Regions from separate parts of the Mus musculus genome. Here all the other regions are linked to region 3. The links are chromatin contacts, called in public HiChIP or PLAC-seq and Micro-C maps. All regions are on one chromosome and are shown on one strand. The core of a region is the stretch at or near the end of the contact, and the rest is flanking DNA. Distances in the headings are between cores, read along the strand shown. Region 1 overlaps Phf21a (PHD finger protein 21A). Region 2 overlaps Phf21a (PHD finger protein 21A). Region 3 has its middle 27 kb from the start of Gm31473. Region 4 holds the start of Chrm4 (cholinergic receptor, muscarinic 4). Region 5 overlaps Phf21a (PHD finger protein 21A).

Evidence for each region. A called contact is a pair of places that touch in the nucleus more often than the background predicts. HiChIP or PLAC-seq counts read pairs in DNA pulled down with a chosen protein or histone mark.
Region 1: a contact with region 3 is called in an H3K4me3 HiChIP or PLAC-seq map of bone marrow-derived macrophages, with 2.4 times the contacts expected there. The contact joins two enhancer-like sites. A contact is called at or near these places in 2 of 484 Hi-C or Micro-C datasets (Sertoli cells and cerebellum) and 3 of 115 datasets of contacts at active chromatin or transcription factors (bone marrow-derived macrophages, embryonic midbrain and embryonic stem cells).
Region 2: an H3K27ac HiChIP or PLAC-seq map of extraembryonic endoderm stem cells shows a contact between it and region 3. The contact joins two enhancer-like sites. A contact is called at or near these places in 2 of 39 promoter capture datasets (the 3T3-L1 cell line and hippocampal neurons), 3 of 484 Hi-C or Micro-C datasets (the G1E-ER4 cell line, muscle stem cells and nephron progenitors) and 7 of 115 datasets of contacts at active chromatin or transcription factors (bone marrow-derived macrophages, embryonic forebrain, embryonic stem cells and 4 more).
Region 4: a Micro-C map of embryonic stem cells shows a contact between it and region 3, with 3 times the contacts expected there. The contact joins the promoter of Chrm4 here to the enhancer-like site in region 3. A contact is called at or near these places in 13 of 39 promoter capture datasets (the 3T3-L1 cell line, the C10 cell line, the HPC-7 cell line and 8 more), 2 of 15 datasets of contacts at CTCF or cohesin (embryonic stem cells and pro-B cells), 75 of 484 Hi-C or Micro-C datasets (the AML12 cell line, B cells, the C10 cell line and 43 more), 26 of 115 datasets of contacts at active chromatin or transcription factors (bone marrow-derived macrophages, differentiating embryonic stem cells, effector CD8 T cells and 13 more) and 3 of 9 other capture datasets (adipose tissue, liver and pancreatic islet).
Region 5: an H3K4me3 HiChIP or PLAC-seq map of forebrain shows a contact between it and region 3, with 2.7 times the contacts expected there. The contact joins two enhancer-like sites. A contact is called at or near these places in 3 of 15 datasets of contacts at CTCF or cohesin (the NIH/3T3 cell line, large pre-B cells and pro-B cells), 5 of 484 Hi-C or Micro-C datasets (3T3-L1-derived adipocytes, the Ba/F3 cell line, LSK cells and 2 more), 10 of 115 datasets of contacts at active chromatin or transcription factors (astrocytes, bone marrow-derived macrophages, embryonic forebrain and 5 more) and 1 of 9 other capture datasets (embryonic stem cells).

Annotation. Positions count from the first base shown.
Region 1 is chr2:92,272,285-92,274,984 of GRCm38.p6, forward strand. All of the region lies in intron 6 of Phf21a (PHD finger protein 21A), which reads left to right. Among named protein-coding and RNA genes, the nearest start is that of Mir1955, 82 kb to the left of the region's middle. Within about 2 kb of position 1,312, at least 61 of the 459 cell types and tissues checked have an H3K27ac peak or open chromatin away from gene starts, as enhancers often do. A contact at or near this core is called in bone marrow-derived macrophages, where this site is marked.
Region 2 is chr2:92,201,227-92,203,926 of GRCm38.p6, forward strand. All of the region lies in intron 1 of Phf21a (PHD finger protein 21A), which reads left to right. Among named protein-coding and RNA genes, the nearest start is that of Mir1955, 11 kb to the left of the region's middle. Within about 2 kb of position 1,260, at least 42 of the 459 cell types and tissues checked have an H3K27ac peak or open chromatin away from gene starts, as enhancers often do. A contact at or near this core is called in embryonic stem cells, extraembryonic endoderm stem cells and pancreatic cancer cells, where this site is marked.
Region 3 is chr2:92,054,240-92,056,939 of GRCm38.p6, forward strand. No RefSeq gene overlaps it. Among named protein-coding and RNA genes, the nearest start is that of Gm31473, 27 kb to the left of the region's middle. Within about 2 kb of position 1,297, at least 280 of the 459 cell types and tissues checked have an H3K27ac peak or open chromatin away from gene starts, as enhancers often do. A contact at or near this core is called in CD8 T cells, ECoMG myeloid progenitors, the N1E-115 cell line and 34 more, where this site is marked.
Region 4 is chr2:91,920,799-91,923,498 of GRCm38.p6, forward strand. It overlaps Chrm4 (cholinergic receptor, muscarinic 4), which reads left to right and starts at 1,391. Exons shown (of 2, transcript NM_007699.2): 1 at 1,391-1,545.
Region 5 is chr2:92,300,701-92,303,400 of GRCm38.p6, forward strand. All of the region lies in intron 6 of Phf21a (PHD finger protein 21A), which reads left to right. Among named protein-coding and RNA genes, the nearest start is that of Large2, 69 kb to the right of the region's middle. Within about 2 kb of position 1,366, at least 39 of the 459 cell types and tissues checked have an H3K27ac peak or open chromatin away from gene starts, as enhancers often do. A contact at or near this core is called in cortical neurons, forebrain, pro-B cells and 1 more, where this site is marked.

The DNA of each region.
Region 1 (2,700 bases), core at 62-2,561, 220 kb after region 3:
AGAAGGATACTTAAAAGCTATTAAAATATAATTGGGACCTGTGTAGTTGAAATGAGAACTTGGCTAATGTATGAGGTTGTGAGGCCCTAGGTTCAATCCATAACAACACACACACACAGTTACAGTTTGCAGGTACATATGTAGTAAAGTCGTAAATTAAAATGAGTGAAAAATTCAGAAGTAGTTTTCTTACAAGCCAGAGAACGATACAACTGGAGAGAAGTGGCTTGCAGATAGATAGATGACACATGTCATTAATGCTCAGTATATAGTTGATATTCAGTTTCACTAATCAAAGAATAATGATAATGAAGTGGATTTCTTTTTGCCTGTGAAACTTGTTAAAAATGTGAAGATGTGGTGGTGTGGCTTGGCACTGATCCCAGTGCTTAGGTGACTTAAGCCCAGAAGCTTGAGAGCTCGAGGCCAGCTGTGCTACAAAGCAGGTGCTGTGTTGAGCAGTCCTGTCTCTGTGAACAGTTCGTGTACTTGGAGAGCAGCAATGCCCACAGATGATAAGACTGTGCAGCCCTTTGGCTAATAGAAATCTACATTTTAAATTGATTTCAGTGTTTTTGTCTTTAGTTTTGGGTTGGGAGTGTTGTTTACTCTGATCATGAATGTTTGGTATATGCAAGGCCCTAACTTCAGTCCTCTGCACCAAAAGAAAAGATTTAAATGAAAATACATTTCTGTTTTTCTGTGAGATGCTCATTTTATGCAGCTGCAGTTATCCTAAGGATAATGGATGGTGTTCTATTCCAGTGGATCTCAACCTGTGGGTCGAGACCTTTGGGGTCACTTACCAGATATCCTGCATATCTGATATTTACATTTTGATTCATAACTAGCAAAGTTAGAGGTACGAAGTAGCAATGAAATAGTGTTATGGCTGCAGGTCACCACAGCATGCATTGTAGTGAAGGGTTGCAGCATGAGGAAGGGTGAGAACCACTGCTCTAGACTTACTAAGTTAGACCCCAGTGCCAGCCAGTCCATGTTTGAGAAACGGCTAGAGATTGGCACAGTTCCCAACCTTTTTCATCTGAGTTTTGAGACTGAACCCAGGCTCCCATGCACAGTGTGGAGTGTTCAGACGCTGAGCTGTTCCTCTATGCCCAAACATTTTTCTTTAAACCAGCATTTACGATCAGGTTTTGACTGATTTGGCAATCAGCAAATAAAACTATTGTCTTTATTTTGGTGTAGAAACGAACAAAAAGCTGTGCATTTGGGGAAATTGGGTAGCTATGTGACCCTATTACAATCTAGACCTCAAACCTGCTGCTAGCTTTAATCAGGCATTCATGTCTCATTCTGAGTGAGAGTCGCTTCTGAGTATTCAGGGATACTTTCACTTTGAATAGAGTGCTAATAATAAAGTCTCTGGAAGAGAAAAAATTACTGAGTACTTTTCTGAACAGTGTTTGGTCTCAGAGTTAAAACCAGAGGAAAAGAGTCCCAGCCAGGTGCTCTGGATTTGACCTGCCTCCATACCTATTAATCTGAAGAGAGCCTGAGACCCAAACAGTGGAGGAAACACACAGCCTTTCGTCTTCCACATGTGTCTGCTTTAGACAGAGTACGTCTGTGCTGCTTTTCTCTCCTAAAGAGTATAGTTCCCACTAGCCTTCTCTTACGCTTGCAGCTCTGAGTCAGTCTGTCTATCTGTCTGTCTGTCTGTCTGTCTGTCTGTCTGTCTGTTTTAGCCAAGGAAGTGACATATCAGTCCAAACTGTGGTTTCTTGATTATGAACTTGGCAGGCCTGTGAAAGATGGGTAGCCAAGGAGCTAAAGGGATCTGTAACCCTATAGGTGGAACAACATTATGAACTAACCAGTACCCCAGAGCTCTTGACTCTAGCTCATATGTATCAAAAGAGGCCTAGTCGGCCATCACTGGAAAGAGAGGCCCATTGGACTTGCAAACTTTTTATGCCCCAGTACAGGGGAACGCCAGGGCCAAAATGTGGGAGTGGGTGGGTAGGGGAGTGGGTGGGAGGGTATGGGGGACTTTTGGGATAGCATTGGAAATGTAAATGAGGAAAATACCTAATAAAAAGTATTAAAAAACAACAACAACAACAAAGAAAGATGGGTAGCTTCAGTTATTACTGCAGTTGGGAACTAAGAAAACATGTTTCTGACACAGGCAGGAGGCAAAAGACTTGCTGAGGAGAGTTTGGAATGGATGTATTGCAGAACAAAACTCAGGATCAGGCATTGATTGAAATGGCCACATGACAGGAAGAAATAATTCTGCAGGTTTGAGCTCATGTGCTCCCTGATAGACTGTGCGCTAGGTGCTCAGTACTGCCTGACATGCTAGTCCTCCGAGAACTCTGGCACTGGAGTTCTTCATGGTTCTATCTTGTTTGCTGTGTCAGTTACTGACCTGAGAGAAAATACAGGTGTGTCAGGATTCTCTCTGATCAGTTACCCCCATTTCCTTCACATCTTGCCCAGAGTACAAGTTGTTCTTAGAATCTCTCCCTCTCCCTTCTCACTCCTCCCTCCTTCCTCCTCTCATTCCTCTCCTCTCCCTTCATCCCTTTCTCCTCCTATCTTCCCCTCCCCTATTTTTCCCTCTATTGTATGGAAGAAAAAAATATTCAAGTTCTTTAAAATGTGATCTTAAAAAGATTTAAAAATAGTTGAATGAGAACATAAAATATTTCATCACTTTTTGATTGGGGGGGA
Region 2 (2,700 bases), core at 10-2,509, 150 kb after region 3:
AAGTCCCCCATACCCACCCCCCCACTCCCCTACCCACCCATCCTCCTAGTAATTGAAGAAGGGGGAAAGATTAAGTATGTAACATTTTTATTTAATTGACTTCTGATTTGTATCTGAAACATTTGTGATGTTTAACCCTCAGGGATTCATCAAGTGTGTAATATATATATATATAATATCTGTAATAGCTTACACAGACACCTGAATACTAGTATGTTCTCCATGCAAGCATTTGAGTTACAGTAACCTAACAGCATCCATTACTGCTTTGTTCTCACTAACCAGCTGTACCATCTGATGAAGGCCTGATGGGTGAGTCAGAGTGTTTACTATAGTTTATTTTGTCTCTATTCCAAAAACATTGTTTTTATTTCTGAATTAAAATTCCAAGTTTGTTCTAACAAAGTGCTATACTTTTGCCCAACAGGTATTTTAAAAATTCAGCAGTATTATAGAGGGTATATAGTTTCTTTTATTAAAAAAAGCATCATTTTAGAGTACATAAATAGTAAATAAAAAATTTTATATTATATTTATTAAAAAGTTTTAGCTTTAAAATTAGCATAAAGTAATTTTTAAAAATTTTTATTTAGTATGTGTGTGTATGCATATGTCCATATGTGTGTGTGTGTGTGCATGCTTTCATGCCTTGTGGCAGTCAGAAGAGAGTTTGGGGAATCACTTTTTTTTTCTACCATGTGCGTTCTGGGGATTGAACTCAGATTTCCAGGCCTGGTAGCAAAGGCCCTTTCTCTCTGAGTCATCTCATGAGCCCTGTTTGGTTTGGGAGAGGTGGATGGGCTAGCACCTAGGTATGGTAGCTCCTAGGTAAGTGCTCGCCCACTGAAGCATATCAGGTGGTGGTTTGCTTCTGTTAAGACAAAACTCAGGCCTCATACATGCTAAGCTAATGCTCTCCCATTGTGCTACAACCCCAGCCTCAGTATGTTTTCTTTACATCAGCCACATGCAGGATGTATGGAAGTTGTTTTGCATGGTTGAGTGAAAATTGGGATATTTTAGAAGTGAGTTTCATTTTAATAAATATACAGATTAGATCTAGATTCTGTATTGGTTGTGGTTGATGTTTTCAGAAGTTTTTCCCTGCTTAATTTGTAGAGATTGGTGCCAATCTATCTTGGGTGAGCACCTGCTCTGGCCATCCCAGAACCTGTCCAATACCTATGTGTAGCAAGGTGGTGTTTGGTTGCCTTCATACATCGCTTACACAGTGTTTCTGTGCCCTCTTCTCTACCTGCTTCCTCTTGGCTTCCGTTGTCTTTGCACACACCCTGCCTTCCCCACCCCCACCCCTGTATTGCATACCACTCCTCCACAGACATCATTTTTATTTCTGTTTCTTCTGAACACAGAATACTGTTGTAATTGGTAGTTTTAAAGTAAAGAGCCATTATCACAACCTTAAAACTTTAGCAGTTTGTGAAACTCCATTCCCCAATTTCAGGACCTCAGCTGGGCTTTGGATAAGTAACTTAAAATTACTGGCAAAGTAGCAGAATATCGGTGAACCGTTCTAAGTCTGAACAAAGGGGAAGACTAAAAAAAGCTCTGAAAGCAGGGTGTGGACACATGCCTTTGAGAGGCAGAGGCAGGAGAGCTCTGAGTTAAGAGGCCAGCCTGGTTTACATAGAGCATTCCAGGACAGCCAGGGCTATCTAATGCAGAGACCCTGTCTGTGTCAACAAGCCAACCAACCCAAGCCCAAAGCAAAAACAAAAGACCTTTTACCTCAGAAATTGCTGTATTTTTGGTAGAGGGTGAAGTAGAGATGTCAGGCTTGCCACTAATAAAACTAAGACTTTAATGAATTAGATCTCTCTGTAGTGGTAGGGACCTAACAGAAGAAAAGAGATATTTTATATTACTGCTTTTACAAGTTTTTTAACTTATTAATATAGAAATTAGAATTGTTTGGGTTTGTAAAATGCAAAATAGGTTTATGTTGTCTTATTAGTATATATCGGTAATGTATGGTTCATTAGTTGATAATTGCCAAATACCAGCTGGTAGTTTTTTGTTTTTGAAACAGAGTTTATCTGTGTATCCATGGCTGTCCTGGAATACTCTCTGGAGACCAGGTTGGCCTCAAATTCACTGAGATCTGCCTGCCTCTACCTCTCAAGTGCTGAGATTGAAGGCATGTGCCAACACAACCCGTATTGAATTGTTAACTATATTGTTCACTTGGAAATGTAAAATTTGGAAATTTAATTTTATTATTTTATATTTATGAGTGTTTTGTCTATATGTATGTCTGTGTACCATTTGTGTGCCTCGTACCTGAGTAGGTCAGAAAAGAGGATTGGATTCTCTGGAATTGGAGTTGCAGATGGCTGTGAGCTACCCTGTGAGTCTGGGAATCGAACCCCGGCCCTCTGGAAGAGCAGCCAGTGTTCTTAGCCTCTGAACCATCACTGTAACTTCTAAAATTTGAAAATTAATTGTGGTTACTTAAATTAATGATTATGTTGGGTATAAATTCAGTAGCTTTTAAGGACTATACCAGGGTCTTAAAAATAGGTAGTTTATTCTTTGAGATATACATGAAGACATGTTTTTTTTAATCTCTCTCTCTCTCTCTCTCTCTCTCTCTCTCTCTCTCTCTCTCTCTCTCTCTCTCTTTCTCTCTCTCTCTCTCTCTCTCTCTCTCTCTCTCTCTCTCTCTCTCTCTCTCTCTCT
Region 3 (2,700 bases), core at 47-2,546:
GCATGGATTAACTGGAAGCACCTATGGGATTTCCAAGCAGTCAGGGACCAGGGAGAAGGCTGTGTGAGGCGAATTTTGGAAAGAATTGTGGGAACAGTTCTAAAGATAAGTTAAAGGTGTATTTCTGGAGTTTAATTCCAAATGATTTAAACGCCTGGGTGGTCATCCAGCGGCAGCTTATCCTCGTCTGGGACAGACATACATACAGACAACACACACACCAAAAATAAACTAAATTGTGTGAAGGTATGATTGATTAGATAACTAATCTTTTAAAAAGAAAGAAAGAAAATTCTGCTGTGGACGATTCCTCGGTTAAGGCAACAAAAGGCCCAAGCTCTTAACAGCAGAATCAGTACAGAACCTTGGTTGGGCTAACCCCCTCCGTCCTATGCCACTATTCCCTTGACAATAGATTTTTGGAGGTCTTCATCCAGACCCTGACATTTGTGCCTGTTTTAAAAAGAGGGGTGGGATTGGGAGAAATCTTTGGGTCCTTCTTGCATTGGGCTTTTGAAAGGAGGTTTTAGAATCATCAGGCTAGTGGACTTCGTCTCTAGTTTTGTGATCTCAAGCAAATTGCTTAACTTCTCTGGGCTTCCCAGAGAACATCCACTTCCTTGGGCATCAGGAGACCGTAGAAGGTGTACAATGCTTCGAGTAGTTCTGCTAACATTGACAAACCTTAGCACAATGGCTATTATTACCTCCAGACACCCCCAATGCGGTAGATAAGACAACTTTAGCTAACAACAACAAACATTTTTATTTGAATAGTTCTGAGCTTATTTTCAGGCTATGGTTTCTCTAATGTTATCTCTTGAGGCAAGGGTACATAAAAAGAGAATCGATTTAAAGTTAATTTAGAGAAACAGTTAATAAAATAGAAGTCAGTTACAATCTATAATACCGGAGGAATGTGTATATGGAAGACAATCGTCTTCATCTGGATCGTCAGACATCTGAAAGGCAGAACATATTGATGTGACATGTTCCCTCCTGCAAAGAAAATGTTCAGGGCAGGATAGGTGGGACAGCAGCAGAAATCCGGAGGCTCGGGAAGGGAGGTCGACTCAAAAGCCAGCTAGCTCTTTAACTTCTCTCTCCAGGCTCCTTTGGGGTGATTTTTTTTGGATCACTGGGTCAGTCAGCCAATGCCTGCGAAGAACTCTAATTCGGCTCAGATCGCAAGCGCGATCTGCCAAAAGGTCTTCGCGCCTCCGGCCCCGCCTCCATCCCCGCCCCGCACATCTGGTGAAAAGATTCCCGCCGCGGGGCGGGGCAGGACACAGCCGGCGCATGCGCGTCAGCGGCCCGAGTGCCGCACCACAGGCCTCCACTCCCAGAACCGCGTTGCAAACTGTTGCATCAGACAGCAAGCAGCGGGCCGCGCCGCCAAGGTTTCTAGGAAGATAGCGCAGTTTTGAGCTCCTTCTTGGTGGTTTAGGCGCATTGGTTGCCCCTCCCTATGTCTACCCGCCTGCAACACAAGCTCCTAAAATCTCAAGCTTGTGAGCCAGATAGCTCTGTTGCTCCTGTCCCCATGCACCGCTGGCCACAGACTGATCTGTATTCGACTTACTTTCTTAACCGCAAGGACCCTGAAGGAAAGAGCTGGGTTTGATTTCTCTTTCCGAGTACAAGAATGCCCCTGAGGAATTTCACACTCTGTGAAAGTGCAAAACTCATTTCCCCAGACTAAGCGTTGCAGACGTTTCCCCAATGGGCTTGGCGAGCTCCCAGCAGGAATGCACCGGGAGAGTTTCCAGCTCTGTACCCCGAGCAGCTGAACATGCAGAAGACCCTGAGCTAGGGAGGAGGCCCTCTGGATGGAAACATCTCTGTAGGACGATATATCGGTCTTAGGGCATACCGCAGTGTGCTGGAGATTTGGGCCTCAAACAGAATGCAGGACCGCACATTCACACCTAGGCGGCGCCCATATATAGTGTCCTTGACTCGACTGGCTATAGCATGTGTGAGCTGCAGAAAAATTTGTTTTTCGCTTCTCCCTCACTCTTCCAGGTCTAGTTCCGCTGCCTTCCTCAAAGGGAAGGAAATGGTGTTCATCTAGAAGGGTTGGGGCAGTCTCGGGGGTGGAATTTTAAGAACACTCAGAGGTCTGGGGATGTAGTAGCTCAGGAGCATCGCTGGCGCGTGCACATCTCTGGCTGCCAATCCCAGCACAGATTAGGAATCCACCCGTTTTCAGAGACAGTCTCATTCTTACCTTCAATTCTTTTCATTTTTTAAAATAGGTCAAGGCCAAGATCATTCAATGTTAATGGATTTTCCAGAAAAGTGGGGGGGGGGGGACCTGGCATTTTACCTTACATATTCTGTCTTTTTTAGGGTGTGGATGGTGAAAGTCTGTTTTGATTGAACAATCTTGAGAGTTAACAAAAACCCTGTCTTCTTTCTTCCCCTGATTATTGTGACTCACTTAATTCTAAGATGCATATTTTTTAAAAATGAATTTAGGAAGCGTGTCCCAGCAGTCAATGCTGTTTAAAGTAGCATTTTCCTGTCAGCAGCGGAGTACTGTGTCAGTTTGGGATTTTCATTGTAAGTCGTGCTTCATAAATATGGCCCGATCTGTTTCGGTCTGGGTAGCAGTGCTTTTATGAGCCAAAGGAATGGGAGTTAGGAGCCAGCTGGAGAAGAAAGTTATTAATATCATGGAGCGCGGCAGGAAAGTTG
Region 4 (2,700 bases), core at 141-2,640, 130 kb before region 3:
GAGGGGGATATGGTAAAGTGGAAGATGTCGGTAACAACTGAGCCTCTCCTCTCCTGTGAAGTGGGGGCAAGAACAATAGCACTTCCTTCATTTTTTCCTTCAGAGGATCATGGAAGACCAAAGCGCCCATGGGAGGGAAGATGGCTTCTCACACTAGCCTGCCCTCAACTTTGTCCAATGTTGACGTCCCTCTCTTCAGCATGGAGAAACCTGAACCAGGAGCCTTCTCTCACGGACTCTAGCTCAAGTCTCCACTCATTCATTCTCTGTTCCTAACTCCTCTGTCGTTACAAAGCTATCCCTACCACTACCACTGTCCCCAGGAGCCCCTACCAGCCCTTGCAGGAGAGTAGAGGAGAGCTGAGACTCAGGTGGTTTTTCCAAGAAGTCAGCCGGCTTAAAGTTAATTGGCTGTTGACACTCAAGAAGCTTTGTGGGTGACCGGTACTCAGGACCCCGGGCGCGAAGGGGTGCATTCAACCCTGGCTGGCGGGTGCTTGATCTGAGCAACTGGCCTTCGCACCAAGGACGTGTGGGGCTGTCCGAGGTGCTGAACCTGCCTACTTTGGGCCTTAGCCTAGTACTGTTGCGGGAGGTCTAGGAGACTGGACTTTCCTTCATGGCCTGTTCTGTCCCAGGTGACCTTGGGCACCTGGCTTCCCCACATAGGCAGCGATGAACTCATTCGCGGCTGGATAGGAGACTCGTGCCATCTTCAGTCTCACAGCTAATGCGCGTCCCTTCCCGGGCGTGGAGAGTGACAAGATCTTTAGCCAGGGTAGATGCTCGCCTGTCCAGTCTCACCTGCTCTTCCCCAGGCCCCGACGGCTGCAGTCTTTTGGCTGTCCAGCGGCTATCAGGCAGCGCTCTGTCCCGACAGAAGCACGTTGCTAGATCTGCCCCGCCGCACACCAGGGGCCTGTTGGGGCCAAACCCTCAAGACCAGGATTTAACCTCAGGCGGAACGACGAAGGGGCTACAAGCCGTGGAGAGGTTCGAAAACACTTCGGTGTCCAGAGTGCGTGGTTAGGGCGGAGGCGGGGCTCATAGCCAAGCTTGGCCGCCTGGTTCTTCCCCAGCCCGCGAGGGGGCGCCTAGTCCCCATGACAACGCGGACAGCCCCCACCCCACCCCCCGGAGGGCAGAGCCGGAGGCTAATCCTCCCTGGCGACTGTGGGCGGTGCCCTCGGTGCTGGAGTCCGGAGTTGCGGGCCATCTCCCGGGAAGGGTGTGAGCATCAAGGGTGCCTGACACTCCAGGTGGTGACCCCCGCGCGTCGCCGCTGGGTGACCGGCCCCGGGCGGGCGGTGCGTCCCCACCACGATTGGCTGCTTCCCTGTGACATCACGCGGCTCGGAGAAAAGTGCGAGCGTGAGCGCGAGTCGGAGCCACAGCGCCGGGAGCTGCAGGCGAAGCAGGGGCCGCCCCTTGGCACCCTGTCCCCGCCCCCGGCCCCCGGCCCAGTCGCCCACCCCACCGACTCGCAGGGCCTCTGGCTAGTTCCGCCGTCTGTCCGGCGCCAGCGGAGCAAGACAGAAGCAGCGGGTGAGTAACTCCGCGGAATCGCGGGGGCGGGGGGCTTCTATGCAAGATGAGGATGTAGGGTTCTGGGACCCCCTGAAGGTCTCCAGAGGTGGGTCGGGCTGGAACAGGGCCCCAGACCCCTTTGAAAGGCAAGCGCGGTGCGGAAGGGGCGGAGAGCTCAGAGATGGGGCACCCCTCTGGAAGAAGGACCCCAGGTCTCTAAAAGGTTTCTCTAGGTGAACCTCTAGGGATTGGTGATCATTGAGAAGGCTAGGGGAGGAATAGTCCCAGCCCACAGCCCAACCCCGAAGCAGAGCAGCCGTCGGGTCAGGACCCACACTCCCTCACTCCCTCCCGTTGGCTCTTCTTCAAGGCGCCGGAAGATGAAGCCCCAAAGCGCCCGTTTCCCGCCCGTCTCCCTGCCCTCCGTTCCCACCTTGGCCCACCGGGAGCCTCCAGTACGCTCTAGCCCGTTGGAGTCCTCTGTCCGCGACCTTGAGCCCCGACGGAAAACACCCCTGTTCTCTCCTGTTTCCCTTCCCCCTCTCCAGGAGTACCCTCTCTTTTACTCATCCGGGGAGATACATCTCCCAGCCCTCCACCCTCCCAGCTCTTAGAGGAAGTGTTAGGCACAATGATTTGGCCCAATATCCAGCACCCCTCTCTCTTCCCCTAAAGTACAGAGGCTTCTCTCCGCCTCAGGAACAGTCCTGGGGGCCATAGCTTTCCTGAAGTGATCACTTAATAATCGAAAATCTACCCCACGGGCGCCCAGAGCACCCTTTCCCGACTTGTCCCCAGCAGGGGTAGGGGCTCGAGAACCCGCGGAAGCACATTGCCCACGCCCAGAGACTACAGGAACTGCGTGCCTGGGGGTTGATGGGAGGGCGGGGCATCGGAGAACCTTGGCCCTTTCGACCAGGACCCAGACGTGATGGAGCCGGGAGATGGGCCCAAGGGTAAGCCCCGAGATTGTCTTTGAGATAGACCTGAGCCCACAGCTTGGGAACTCGGTGCCTATTTTGACTGACAGGACTAGACAGGGCCTCTCCAGGGGTTGCGGGTTGAAGAGTGAAGAACAATTTTACCCTCCTGACCCAGGCCTCGACTGGGCTCCCCGTTTGGAGGCTCTACCCCTGCCCTCAATGCGTAGGGCACATCAAACTGAGCTCGGTG
Region 5 (2,700 bases), core at 116-2,615, 250 kb after region 3:
AACAAATACCCTTGCTTTACAAAATGTTATGTTGAGGAAATTATTCTAGTCCTGCTTTATAATCTCACAATATTTCTAAACAGACTCATGCCATTTGGAAAGAAGTCATAGAAACAAACTGAGCAAAACAAGTTCAGATGCCTTTGAAGTCAGAGTCATAGCCTTAGTTAAATGTTTCAGCAGCAGACACGTCTGCGTGTAATTACTTAGCCTGTATATTAAGTTTAAAACAATAATACTATCCTGCGTGTAATTACTTAGCCTGTATATTAAGTATTAAAACAATAATACTATCGATCTACTTAATATTTAAAACACAGGGTACTTTGTTTTGAGGACTATATTTTCAATTTCAAATTGCAAATTTGGCTTTTGCAAAGAGACTTGAGTAAGTATACAAACCAGGAGCTCTGGGGTTTGTGTATGTATGTGTATGTACATGTGTGTATGTACATGTGTATACCCCCTGTGCTGAATCTGTTTGCAGGTTGTACACTTGATAAATTCCCTGGTGATTCTGTAAGGTTATGCAACCTGCCCACCTTGCCCCAGTGGTAAACTCTGTCCTGTAAATACATTCTTATTAACTTTGACTACAAAACATTTCCCACCTCAAATGTTTTGATGAGGTTACATGTTTTTTGTTTGTTTGTTTTTCAAAATGATACTTTTAAAAAGCCAAAAGTGTTCACTGGGGGTAACTCTCAAATCACAATTAATAAATACAAAGTGATAAATTACTGATAGGGAATAGTAATAAGTAAATTTCACAAAATGTAAATGTAGGCTACAAATTAATTTCTTTTTGCAGCACTGGCATCTTGTAATTATTTTGAGCTGTGAAGGCCAAATCCAATCGTGAGTATGGAGCAAAGGACAAATCACTCAGAGGAGGTTTACTCAGTGTTTAACCAGCCAGGTTGCAGTGACTCAAATCACTAATGAAATTCCTGTTATTTGGGAGGGATTAAAACAACAACAACAACAACAACAACCAACAAACAGGAAAGCATTAAGTGAGGTAGTAATTTTCCAGTCGTCAGTAGTCAGATGTTAATGAAAGCATTTACTCATGTAAACTGGAGTTTTATTTTTATATATTAGTTTTGCTGTCTTATTTGTTTGTACTAAAAATAGTTACTCTTTATATTTTCTTGTGAGATCCTTCAGAACCACTTCTAGAAATGGCATCATTTGCCATAAGTATTTTGTTTTCTCTCCATCTAGTTTTTATGAAGTAGTGCTAACTCTGCCTTAATTTGATTTGGCATTCCTGCAATTGAACATTTGTAAGTATCTTGTATTATGGCCCATCTGGGTTGTCATAGAAACCAAAGACCTCCATCCTCTTCCCTCTAGTTAAAAATGGAATGCAAACAGGGCTTCAAAGTGACGTTCTTCTAGTACGAGTGACAGCCCTGTGAAGTGCAGAACAGCAAGGTTGCTTGTTGGTTTTATTTTCCCATGGCCTATCCTTCCTGTTAATTCTGATACACGCAGCTTTCCTCTTGAGAAATCTGTGAGATACTAATAGAATTTTAAAAATATAAGCACCAGAAAGAGGAAAGAATGTAGTTAATTCCTTTCCTACTCTGCTAAAGAAGTGCAAAATTAGCAGTGTTTTGTCCTCCCTGGGTTACTGTCTGGTCTGTTGACACCACAGTCAGCGGTGCATGTCACAGAAGCACGAGCAGTTGCTACAGTTTTCAGTTTCCATTATTGTCCCATTATCTATTTCTGTGGTTATATCAATGTGGTTTTGTCTCATTAGAGCCTACAGCCTTGTGGGTTAAGTATACACCAATAATTTATTAGCATAGAAATTTATTAATATGCCAATACAGTGTCTTGTCATTGGACCTAGTGAGAAAACATTTTTATATCCACCTGAGACAAGATTTTGTTCCATAACCGAGGCTGGCCTACAGCTCCGTGCTTCTTCCTGTGGTTATAGGTGTGTCCCACATTGCCTGGAGCCTTATAGAATGTCTTATGGCCTCGTTCTACTAGGCAGGGTCCTTGACTGCGCTCTTAATGCTTTTCGACCTCATTCCCTTTAGCTTCTCTACCAGAACCAAGTGTAGCTCTAATTTTTCTCCTTAAATGCCTGATATGCTTCTAAAGCAACTGTGATAAGTAACTCCAATGCAAAATATATGTTTATTGTTGGTATTTGTTGAGTTATTGATGTGGCATTATTCAATTTAAAGTGTTGAATTCTCATTTTCTTTTTTTAAAACTTTGCTGTTTTTCAAGACAGGGTTTTGCTATGTAGTCCTGGCTTTCCCAGAACTCACTCTGTAGACCAGAGATCCACCTACCTCTGCCTCCTGAGTGCTGGCACCAGTGCCACCACCGCAGGCCTTAAATTTTCATCTTGACATAGTTTGGATGATAGGAAGCAGCACAAATCTGTAATGTGAAGTCAGCGATGGAGAACTGAGGACTAAGTGTGTACTCCAAGAGAAATGCTCACAAGGATGAATTTGAGTTGTCATTCTCATGGTGGAGCATGGGAAGCTTGGGGTCAATTCCAATCTCTTCTGTTTTTGAAAAGGACATTATAAAGCCTCAAATAGCATCTGTAGTCCCACATCTCAGCTGATAGCCAGTAGTCATTTTCAGCAGTAACTCAGGAAGTATTAGGACTATTACCCCATGTTAGTGAGAGACCTGTGAATCTCTGTGGGTGTGAGGAAG